Regions from separate parts of the Pan troglodytes genome. Here region 1 is linked to region 2. Evidence: chromatin contacts called from public Hi-C data. All regions are on one chromosome and are shown on one strand. The core of a region is the stretch at or near the end of the contact, and the rest is flanking DNA. Distances in the headings are between cores, read along the strand shown.

What was found. A called contact is a pair of places that touch in the nucleus more often than the background predicts.
Region 1: a contact with region 2 is called in a Hi-C map of stem cell-derived neural progenitor cells, with 5 times the contacts expected there. The contact joins two enhancer-like sites. A contact is called at or near these places in 2 of 7 Hi-C or Micro-C datasets (induced pluripotent stem cells and stem cell-derived neural progenitor cells).

What each region holds. Positions count from the first base shown.
Region 1 is chr9:17,048,199-17,054,208 of NHGRI_mPanTro3-v2.0_pri, reverse strand. The region is part of intron 9 of TEAD1 (TEA domain transcription factor 1); the gene reads right to left. Among named protein-coding and RNA genes, the nearest start is that of RASSF10, 120 kb to the left of the region's middle. Within about 2 kb of position 3,163, at least 6 of the 24 cell types and tissues checked have an H3K27ac peak or open chromatin away from gene starts, as enhancers often do. A contact at or near this core is called in induced pluripotent stem cells and stem cell-derived neural progenitor cells, where this site is marked.
Region 2 is chr9:16,442,038-16,448,027 of NHGRI_mPanTro3-v2.0_pri, reverse strand. It overlaps MICAL2 (microtubule associated monooxygenase, calponin and LIM domain containing 2), which reads right to left. Exons shown (of 36, transcript XM_016920387.4): 28 at 4,437-4,514. Among named protein-coding and RNA genes, the nearest start is that of PARVA, 88 kb to the left of the region's middle. Within about 2 kb of position 3,852, at least 10 of the 24 cell types and tissues checked have an H3K27ac peak or open chromatin away from gene starts, as enhancers often do. A contact at or near this core is called in induced pluripotent stem cells and stem cell-derived neural progenitor cells, where this site is marked.

The DNA.
Region 1 (6,010 bases), core at 1,914-4,413, 610 kb before region 2:
GCACAAAACAAATACTCATAAAAGAAAACTGGCATTTGGGAAAGAAAACTGGCATTTGGGATCAAGATATGAGCAGAAAAAGGGCGAATGTCAATGACTCACATATGCAAGGCGCAAGACTCAATTTCCTCAATATCCAAAACGGAGGCTAATTTTGACTTCTCCAAAAGAGTCCCCTAGGCACTCAGTAGAGGCACAACTGATTATCAACATCTCAAGGTCAACGATGGAAAAGGTACTCACTCTGCCTGTTTCTTTTACAGATTTTAATAGAATGAACCAGCACACCTATCATCCATCATACATGCCAGGCACTGTGCTAGACACCAGGAATCCATGAGCTAACAACAAAGTGCTCATCTTCATAGAACCTACAGAGTGACTGTACAGAGCAAGCTTATTACCTCGATACTTAGAATTGTATCTTTCCCAAATAAATATATGTTCTCATAAATTCCTACAGAGAAGATGGGGATAATAAAGACAGTCAACACCACTTCTACACATCACATGAACTAAATTAGCATTTACCTGCTCTTTTTATAAGAATGACCTTATTCTCCAGCATTAAACATATTGTTCATTAGCAAGGAGAAAATATGTGGAAATCACCTAGAAAACATGAATAAAGTTTCACAAGTCCAAGGCAAAAACCATAATGAACATCAAATTATCCATTACACATGAAAGTAGAATACTCTTTCAGATATTTAAGGTATCAGAAAACTGACCTTCCTTGCAACTTGTTCCCAGGGAGCTAGGAGGATATGTTCCTACAAAATGATGGAATACGTTTTAAAAAGAGATGGGGCCTAACATAGAAGAAAGGTAAAGAAAGCAGCCAGGTCAGCAACCAGTCCAGAGTGGATCCGTGGAGCTGAGGACTCCTGGAAGGATGTCACCAAGAGAGCAGACCTGATTTATATCTCACCATCTGGAGAAGAGTATGAGTTCTCCTCGAAACTTTGAGGATGAATTGGTGTCGCTATGTAAAACTGAACAATTTTTTAAGAAGACAACCATACACCCCAGAAAAAAACGTTTTACAATTAAGGAAATGGTTCCAATATATAACATTAACCACGCTGTGTGCAAAATTTATATGGGTTTGTAAAATTAACTGAACGCTAATTGTTTTTAATGTGATATAAGCACATAGGGGGACTGAAAGGAAGACAGAGGGGGGCATATACTAAATTTAGAGAACTAAATCGTAGTCTTCTATGTTAAGAAGTCAACAGATGATGCCTAAAATTAATAGAATGAGATATTCAATATAAGCATGTTATTTAGAAATGTGGAGGTAAATATATTAATACAAAGAAATGGCTGAAAAGGCTGCAAGCAATGGTCCCCAAAAAGTAGAATTGGAAGGTGAGGAGCCATGAAGGAGCAGAATACTGCTTTTCCTATGGGCCACGTGCTTCAATCTGGCTTACACAATTATTTTATTAAATAAACCACCAATCAAAAACTATCTTGAAAGATTATGGAGTTTTTCTGAGGAAGGGAAAGAACCATAAAAGGAAGCAAAAAACATTACTTCAGGATGTTTACTCAGTGTTAGCCACAAGTTCCTTGGGCTTTAAAGGAGCTCGGGTCAGACTGGAAAGCTTTCCTACAGCTCAAACGCTCAGGACAGCTGGACAGGAGCTGGGACGCTTGTCTGCAGGTAGGGTTCACCAAAATATGTTGCACCAGTAAAACCCTACCTAGATCAAGGATGCCATGCAGTACCTGATGCCATCTTAATATGTGGATTTCTATTTTGACTTGGAGAAATGTCCATTTTCTCTTTGTTTTGCTATAATCCCTCCAGTTATTCTTCATAGCAGTTGCAAATAATAATAAAGGTGAATGCAACCCTCGAAAGTCAACCATTCACTTGCAAAGAGCTTCTGAGATACCCGGGGGGAGTTAATAAAGGACTTTCGTCTTCCTTCAAAGCTGCTCTATGAGGTCACTTTGTTTCCTGGTCCCTGCTGCTCTTTGCTGCTTAGGGAGCCTGCAGTGAGGAGTGATGAACACCTGGACTGTGGTGTCAGATGGGATCTGGGTTTGAATCCGAGCAGTAGCACCACTTCCTAACTGAGTCATCCAGGGCAAGTGATTATAGCCCTCTCTCTCTGCTGCAGTTTCCACAGCCATAGTGGAAATATGTATACTTAGTAGAACTATAATGCAGGAATAATAATAGTACCTACTGTACTGGAGTGTCAAGAATATTAAATGAGATAATGCAAGGAAAACACATAACACTGTACATAGCACGTAATTTGCTGCTGTTATTACTTTCCGGAAGAATCATGATGTTTCTTTACTTTGGACGAAAATAATGTGAAATCAATACTGTCCCTCTGATAACAAAAACCTGGACATACTAAAACTTAAAGCATAAATGAAGACAGGGAAAGTTTCATACTCATTAAGGCGATTCTGTTCTGATGTTACCATCGGTGCTAGGGTAGTGGCAGTGTGGGGAAGCCTTGTGGGGTCTGGCGTCCGCATTTCCCTCAGGCACACAGTACCCTCTCCAGATACCTGCTTCCTACCTTCCTCTAAGGCATGCAAAGTCTGTTCCCAAAAGTGGAGTGGGGACAGCCTAGGAGGCTGTCCATCACTGTAGATGAAACAAACCACAACAGTACAACTTCCAACAGTGGTCACTGGGGCTTTTTTCTCTTTTTTTTAAAAGGACTGCCAATACATTCTAGATGTATTGAATCTAGATGTATTGAACTGATGAAGGCAGTTCAATCTTTGTGGAAAAGGAAGAAAAAGCCCTACAAATCTGCTAGTCCTCAGCATCTGCGAGGTGCCCTCAGACACACCGGGTCCTGCACTGCACCGTCCAACCTGAAGATGGCAGTCTTTTCCTAAATTTGTTCCAAAAATTCTAAGTATTTGAAGAACGTAGTGAAACCTTGAAAAATGACTGCTGTCAAATAATACCAAGAAAAAAATTATAATCCACTTAGGAATTTAAAGAAATCAAGACAAATAACTCATGTCAAGGGATGCTAATGTACAAGCTGGAACAGAACAAGGACAAATCGCCTACATTTACTTCTTGTCACGGTCCTGCCTGGAATGTCTGTCCACCTACCCCCCAGGGCAGGCTGGGCAGCCTGCGGTGGCCCCTGGGGGGACAGGGAATGGCTGCGGAGCCAAGCCAAGACAGGTTCCCGCACATTCAGCCCAGGAGCTTGCCTGTGCTCACGGTTCCTGCCCAGGAGAAAGTGAATCTGAAGTGGGTTCTCTCCTCAGCTCACTGTTCAGGGCACCAGCCCTGTTCTGGCCACTTGGCCCTGATATGCCACTTCATCCCATGCCCCTTGTTCTTCCCAGAGAGAAACATCATTGGAAACAAGGAGCAAGTGAATGCCTCCTTCCAGGATCTCACACCGAGATGCATCCTTCCCACCTCCCACTCCCAGCACCATCTCCACAGAGGGGCTGCTGCTTCCTCAGACAGGAGTGTGTCTTCCCCACAGAAGTGCAGCTGAAAGGCCCACCGACTGAGTGAGCAACCAGGAAGGTGCGTGGGGTGCGGACCTGCCAAAGAAAGCAGAGGGGGCCTGACTGGGGCCTCTGTGAAATGTCTATAGAACCCGGATTTCCAGACGCTTTCAGTGGCCTCCTTCCCAAAGGGTAATGAAGAAACAGGGGAAGTGGCCAGAGCATCTTAGAAACACAGTACAATGTCTGCTGCCACAAGAGAGTGTGCCCTGGGCCTGGAGGGGCTCGCAGGTGGCTCGGCAAGGGCTCAGGATTGTAAGGGGCATGGGGGTGCTCCACACTGAGCCATCATCTCCTTCCCCGGGAGACACTCCATCTCCTACGTCCTACTGGAAGACTAGGCTTGGAAAAACATGAGAAAAACCTGAGAGACATTCAAGGACTAAGCATAGCCAACCGTTAGATCAGCTGCAGCCTTCCTCCCCAAACCTGGAAGGCCAAATGTACTTTCCAACCACTTATTCCGAAGCATGAGATGGGAACATTAATGACACCTGGGTTAGAATATCTAGGCTCTGCTATTTTTGAGCTGAGTGGCTTGAGGCAAGTTGCTTAACCTTTCTGGGCCTTGGCTTCCTCATCTGAGCAGTGATGAACCCTAGCCTGTCTACAAGGTCAAATGAAACAGTCAATGTGAAAATTCCGCCCAGGCCACACAGAGCTGCACAGATGCTGGTGACCTGGCTTACTGGCATAAGATCACTTCCAAGCCCTGAATTACAGGAGAGAAGGAGCCTCTTTTCTGAAGGACCAGGAACCAGATTTGTTCAAACAGCCATTCTCCACCCCAAGATGGAGCAACTGCCTCAGCAGCCACTATAAAACTAGGAAGCTTCTCCAGAGACACCGGTGCCCTTCTCTGTCCTGCCCAGGATAAAGGCAAGAACCCTCCTGGCAATCGGGAATTAAAACCTTACTGCTGCTGCTTCTTTTTTATTTTTGTTTATTTATTTTTTTGAGACAGAGTCTCCTCTGTTGCCCAGGCTGGAGTGCAATGGCGCGATCTCAGCTCACTGCAACCTCTGCTTCCCAGGTTCAAGCAAATCTCCTGCCTCAGCCTCCCGAGTAGCTGGGATTACAGGCACCCACCATCATGCCCAGCTAATTTTTGTATTTTTGTAGAAGCGGGGGATTCACCATGTTGGCCAGGCTGGTCTTGAATGCCTGACCTCAGGTGACCCACACGCCTTGCTGGGCCTCCCAAAGTGCTGGGTTTACAGGCATGAACCACTGCGCCCGGCCGAAACCTTGCTTTTTATCTTGTGTCTCCAACCTAATCCCCCATGCACAGCCATCCCCCTCTTCTTTCTTCCACAGGCCTCATTAATGTCATATTTCCTTAGAGCTGTCCTGGTCACATTTCCCAAACCAAGACAGGATCTGTGTTCTGACAACGGAATTTTAGTTGATCTGTAAATTTAGGCCATTGAAAGAAGTATAAAAATGTGAAATTAAATCATCCTTGGGCCCACGTTTGACCAACTGCCTTTATGAGAAAGAATCATGTTATCTGCAGGATATATTTACAGACCTTCCATGCGGGCTCAACCACAGGCCTGCCAGTCCCCCAGAGGGGAGACCTTGGGCTCCCTCTGACTATGAAGACTGCTAACTCCCACATCCATGTCCAGGAGGTCCAGCCCCTTGGAATAAAGATAAGGGCCAGAACACCAGGCAGCAAAACTCCCTTCCTTCTGGCTGAGGGGCTGCCATCACCAAGCCCAGGTGACCCTTCAGGAACTCTCTCCTGTCCTGGAGCCCCAATCAAATGTCCATCTGTGAATGGAGAACAATCCCTGCCCTTCCCATTTTCCCAGATAATGGGGTAAGTGTCATTTTCTCATACACTGTGAAATTCAGACAAAGTTCAAATAGTCAACCCTGCCGTCTATTAGCCAGGTCCCAGATGAAGTTACTTAAACTCTCTGAGCTTTCCTGTCTCTAATATGTATTTCAACAAGCTTATTTTGAGAATGAAAGGCAAAAGCATTATCATCAAGTCAGTTCTTAGCAATCCTGCTTCCTCCTCTGTTCCAGGACTCTTCAAATCTTATCAGCATCCTTGTTCTCCAACACCCAGTCATTACCATTTATCCTCCTCTTCTCACAGCTCATTAATCCACAAGGCTTTTTAATTTTATCTCCATAACATCTCTCCCCTCTGCCATTTCCTCAGCCACGGCCCCTGCCCTGGTTTGGTCCTCATCAGCCACCAGCTGGCCAACAGTATAGTTTCCTCCAGCCCCTGCTCTCACCTGATGCAGCCATCGTTTTCCTGAAGCACAAATTAGATCGCATCCTCTCTTTAAAAAGCAGGGTGGGGTGGGAGAATACATATTCATATTAGATTGTATATGCACTAAAATCACTACAAAGCCTCATAAGAGAATAGTAACAGTGGCTACCTACTTAAGGGTAGGATAGGAATGAGAAGGAAGGGACATCTCCCTTCCATTCTCTTATGCTTGGAGATTTTTTGACCACATTAATT
Region 2 (5,990 bases), core at 2,603-5,102:
GGGAGGTTACAGTGAGTATCAAATCATTGGAAGGATATGGAGTGGGCCCATGCCAAGCTCCTGTTGGTCAGGGAACAAACAGGATATAGTGTGGCTACTCAGAGATGGAGGTGAAAGGAGTGGGGCAGGGCCCTGAGGACAGGCCTGGTTCAGTGCTGTGGGGGGCTGAGATCATCTAGTCTGCTTAGAGCAGAATTCTGACAGTCATAGCCTACTGTAAGATCAACCAAGCTCACATGTGTGCACTGTCTTCCTCTCCCTCTCCCCTCCTTCTCCCGCTCTCCCCTTCCTCCCCTCAAGCATGGTAACCTTAAATCTAAAATCTCAAACATTTTGTCTCCATATTGGGTCATTTGAGATCACTTGTCCTCAAATTGATTCAGTAAAATGCCATGCACCTTTTCAGATCTGCCCTCTCAGTACCTACCCCCAGCCCAACCAGCCCTCCCATGAACCGTGGTGGCACGTAGGGATGTCCCCCAGAAACTCCCCAGGACCGCCACGTGGAATGAGTCCACTCTCTTGTTCAACTCCCTGCTTCTGGCCACTCAGCCGACCCATTCAGATTTTCATGCAGGGTGTCTAGCCTTCAGATTTTCATCCGCTTCTTAGCGCAACACAATCCCCTGGTCTTAGTTTCCCCAAAGCTCTGAGTGATAAGCTCTTCCTCAGGGACCCACACAGGCCAGGCCAAACCCACGTCCCATCCCAAGAAGAGTCCCATTGAGTCCCCTCCACCCCCAGGAGGCCACACCGTTCTCGATATTCTGTCCTGCCTTCTCCCATACATCAATGCGAACATGTGCGACTGTGTGTCCCAGCCGTGGGCTCTGAACAGATGGCACCACTGCACACGGTCAGCAAGCTCCCAGAGGGAGGCCTCGCAGAAAGCTTTGGAGGGAAAAGGTAATTCTGGGAACAGATCTGATCTGAGGGCGGCAGGAAGGAGCTGCTGGGGAGGCGGCTGGCCTGCCTCCCACTACCACACCCCCATCGCAGCCCACGATTAGAAGGTTCAAGCCTAAAAAGGCAAAAGTTGTGAGTCAGTCCTTGCCTTGCTTCCCGTCCTTGTCCTCAGCTTGCCAAATTCCTGCCAAATTCCTTCTTCCCTTCCTCCTTGCACCCTCATTCTCCCTCTCTGCCATCTTCTGAATCAAACTCCTTCACTTGCCTCAAGTCCCCTCAGCTCAGCAGACTGCCTTTTTGTTCCCCCTGAGCATCCCTCAGGGACTTCCTGACAGGAAGCCAGGGCCACCTCAGGAAACAAGCCTGACAGAAACACCTCAGGTCTCACGAGGTCATGACCCAGAAGCCACTCCCTTCTTCTCCTTTCTCTAATTCCCACTCCCACCCCTGCTAGGGGGTCTCTTTCTCTCCACATGTGGTCCTCATGCACTGCCTTCAAGATGGAACTCCAGCAGGGCTTGAGGAGATGGGGGAAGCAAAGCCCCAGCTCAGGCCGAGCCACTTGTCCCTGGGCTGCCATTCAAGCCACTGCTTGGGAGGTGGGCACAGCCTGGGGAGAGAGGTGATGAGAAACCTACCCTTCCTGATGCCCACTGTGTCTTGGGGTTCTCTCAGAAGATGGTGAAGGGGAGCCTGGAAGTCCACTCCTTCACACACATACCAGCTGCCTGGCTCTGAGCAAGTTACTTAACCCCTGTCTCCTCATCCAACAAGTGGGCTGTCTGCTGCAGCTTCATGGGGTGGTTGAGCGGATAACATGGGCTAAAAAGAGATTGCCAGTTGGCCAGGCATGGTGCCTCACACCTGTAATCAGAGCACTTTTGGAGGCCGAGGTGGATGGATCACTTGAGCTCAGGAGTTCAAGACCAGTCTGGCCAACATGGCGAAACCTTGTTTTTACCAAAAATACAAAAATTAGCCAGGCATGGTGGTGCGCGTCTGTGGTCCCAGCTACTCGAGAGGCTGAGGTGGGAGGATCACTTGAACCTGGGAGGCGGAGATTGCAGTGAGCTGAGATCACGCCGCTGCACTCCAGTCTGGGTGACCAAGTGAGACCCCATTTCAAGAAGAAAAAAAAAAAAAAAAGAGGTACCCAGTGGCACAGGACACAAAGTAAAAGCTAGTTGTCAGCAAAATATGAACTCCATTAGTTTCCCACCCTCTCACGCACTCAAGCCGCGTCCAGTAAAGACATTGCTGAAGCCCTGGCCCATTCCAGAGGGGGCTGCACACTCTATCCAGCCAGGATTTCTCCAACTCTTGAGCCAAGAGCTCCTCATTGGCCAACTCACATCCCCCTCTGCTGGCTGTTTCCTTGAAACCTTGGTATGGCCCACCCGGGGCTGCCTTGCCTTCTGCAGGGGTCTCAGTCACACGTGCAGCTGGCCCTTAGGGTTGTTTTGTGCGAAGGAGGCTGACGCGCACACCAGCGCCTGAGTTTCAGCATCCAGGCTACCTCTGGGTCAGGCGCTTGTGCTACCTCCTCTCTGGGCCCTCTGGCAGCAGCAACCTTTCTCGTAGATCCTAGAGGTCATCTGGCAGCATGATCAGCTGGGGAGGGTGCCCAGGGCAGCCACATAGCCCCTCCGGCCCTCCCACCTGGGGCTTGGGGCCAGAACCAGCTGTGATGGGGCAGTAATGCCTCTGGACAGGAGGGATGGTACCATGCATTCTGCTTCCAATGGCAAGGCCAGCCCTGCTCCCTGAGGTTTTCTTCTGGGCAAAGAAAAGACAATAAAAAAGATGGCTCTCGTGGCTTTCAGCTCTGGGGATTTTCCGGAGACTGGGACTCCACGGTGCAGCTTCCCAGAACTTGGAGGTTTTGCAAGGCTCAAATCCCTCTCAAAGTCTTGGAGCGCCCTCTAGGGGCGGCAGCCTGAGCAGGCCTGAATCCATGTCCTCCCTTTGTACTCAGTCCAGCCAGCTGGCTCCTTGGTTCCTTACTTCATTCATTGATTCAGCAAACAAGGATTGGGTTCCTCCTCCGGGCCAGACCATGCTAGACACTAGGCTGATTGAAATGATCAAAACACAAGCCCTGCCCTCAAAGCAGCTTTCATATACTCTCGAGAAACGCTGTGCAATACTCCTTGATAACTAAAGGCTGAGTTTCCCAGGCCCATCCCAGACACCATGGGGCTGTTCAGCAGTCCTCTTGTTCCTGCACCTCCCCCAGCGACCCAGCCCTATTGGGAGGGTCTCCCACCAGCCTCCCTGCTCTCGCCCCAGGCTGGGAGCTTCCTGAGGAGGGACTGATCCCCCACACTGGTGGCACACAGTAGAGTGGGCTGGAAGCCTTGGGATGGACCCTACACCCATACAGTCCGGGCCTGGGCAGCAGGCTTCCAGGGACTTGGGGAGGGTCAGAGCAGGGCAGTAAAGGCGATGACCCATGTGTGGCAATGCTAGCTCCTCTGCCCTCTGCTGTCGCCGCTGGGGGCTGTCAGAGGATTCAGGAGTGACTCTAGGCTGTCCCCAGATGAAGTGGCCTGCCCAAGAGTGCAGCCCTGGGTCCTGCTCCCAAGGTGCCCCTGTCCCAGCCTGACCTGGTGTGACGGTGGTGCGTCTGGGGATGGTGGGGGAATGACTCACTGGCTGGGAGCCTTGACTCAGAAGGAAGGAAGACCAGGGCTCAGTTCCAACTGCAACAACATTTCTTGGTAGAAACCCCTGTCTAAGCCAAGGCCTTTCTGGGTCCTCCTTTCCTAGGGTGAGGCTGGAGAGGGAGTGGGTGTGGGGGGAGGTGGAAGGCAGCGATGAGCCTGGAACTGGATGAAGAGTCTCTGCCCCTCGCTCAGGGCCTGAGGAGGTAACTCTGCTCAGTAAGTGCTGCAGTCCCTGGATCCCTGGCCTGCCTAGATGCTGTGAGACTGTGCGTGTTCACTGCGCCCCCTGGCAGGGCCTGCTGCCTCAGCACCTGCCGCAGCCCTGCTCTTCCCCAGGACACTGGGACCAAGGGTGACTCAGAAAAAGGAGCAGGTATGTACGTGTGTGTATGTGTAGGGGTGTGAGTGTGTGTGCGTGTGCATGTGTGTGTGGATGTGTGGGTGTCTGTGTGTAGCATCCTGTTTTGTGTGAGGCCGTTAATCTGATGCCCCAGTCTCACTCCAGTGTACAGAATCAAATCATAGAGTTCCTGAACCTCAGTTTACTCATCTGTATTTCAAAAAGCTTAGAGGCGATGATGGCTAAGGCCCTGTCTGGGTGAAACTGTAGAATCCTAAGGCTCCATAATTCCTGAGCCAGGGGTGGGGTGGAGGGGGATGGGAAGATCTTGAGTCCCTTGGAAAAGGCTCCCTCTAGTCAGCAGTGGAAATAAAGTCAACCTTATATTTTATTTCTTGCCTCTGACAACCAGGAGCCATGCCAGAGAGATACCATGTAAGGAATGAGAACAGCTGCCCCTGAGAATTAACCAGAGATCTTCTGCCCAGCCCCAGCCTCCCATCCCCAGAGAGCTAGTGACTCACTCCACCAGAATTCTCTCCTCCAGTTCTGGTATTTGCTTGGGGTTGGAGACTGGAAGCTATTGGCCCGTTGCAGAGCTGCTGTGGAAAAAGAAAGGGACAGGGAAGATGGGGTGGGAGGAAGAGTCCATTAAATGTGTAGAGAAAGTAGGAATTTATCTCCTATAGCTCAATTACCACAAGTCAATAGACTAATGATTATAATAGATTGAACCCTCTCCTTCCCTCACACCATACTGCTGTCCCCACAACACACTCTACCAAACTTTTCATTTGTTCACACATCAAATATTTTTGTGTTTTTGTTTGTTTGTCACCAGGCTGGAGTGCAGTGGTGGGGTCATGGCTCACTGCCCCGTCGACCTCTTGGGCTCAAATGATACTCCCACCTCAGGCTCCCGAGTAGCTGGGACTATAGGCATGCACCACGACACGCAGATAATTTTTTAATTTTTATTTTTTATAGAGACAGGGTCCCACTGTGTTGCCCAGGTTGGTCTCAAACTCCTGGGCTCAAGTGATCCTCCCACCTTGGCCTCCCAAAGTGCTGGGGTTACAGGCATGAGCCACCACACCTGGCATCAAATATTTGAGACCCTGCTATGGGACAGGTACCACCCTCAGAGAATGCCTCAAATTATGAACCATCATTACTAAGATCATCAGTAAGCATCTACATGCATCTATGCGTATATGCATATGTGTAGACATATTTATACAGGCATGTGTACATACATACATGCACATATTCATTCATGTCAGAACAGTTATTTAAAGCTAAGGTCATCACGGGCCATCAATGTTCCATATATGTAATACATTAAAAACTGGAGCTGCTCTGATTGAAGCCAGGAAGCTGCAGGAAGTTCTACTCTCTGCCTCCCCTTTCCCCACAGAGCCCCCCAAACCCTTTGGAAACCAGGTTTAATTGAGGCTGTGGACCATCATTGCTGTGGCCCTCCCTTGGCCTGGTTCCAAGGGAAACATATTTGCGGGACACTGTACTTCCTGTGGAAGACCCCTCTGCCAGCTGGGCCTTGAGGATTAGCTGAGCCAAATGAACATCACATGCAGAAGAAAAACAGGTCTTGGTCACTTAGGGTGTGAGAGTGAGCAGTGGGGTCCACGTGTTCCCTGTTCCCATGCAAGGCCTGCAGATGCATTCTCAGGCTTCAGGCCCCTGCACCTCCATCATTGCTGGAGAGAAAGGATGGGGACGGTGAACATCTGAGTGTGCACACAGGCAGGGCCAGGAAGCATGAACGGAAAGGAAGCCCAAGGGCATGATGTGGGTGTGGGAGATGGACGCAGGGAGGGTCTGAATCCAGGACCCTAAATCCAAGGCCCAGCTAGCCCAGCCCTCTGTCTTTCTTTCTGTCTAGAAACAGTCCTAGATATTCCACTCCCTGCCAGGTCTCACAGTGGAACTCTTTCTTAGCAGCCAGGCTATGGAGCACAGGTGTCAATTACTACCTGGGGGCTTTCCTTCCTCAAGACCAGCTCCTTCAGCTCCTCTCTCTCCCTTACTCCATTTGTGAAAATGCCTTTGCAAAAATT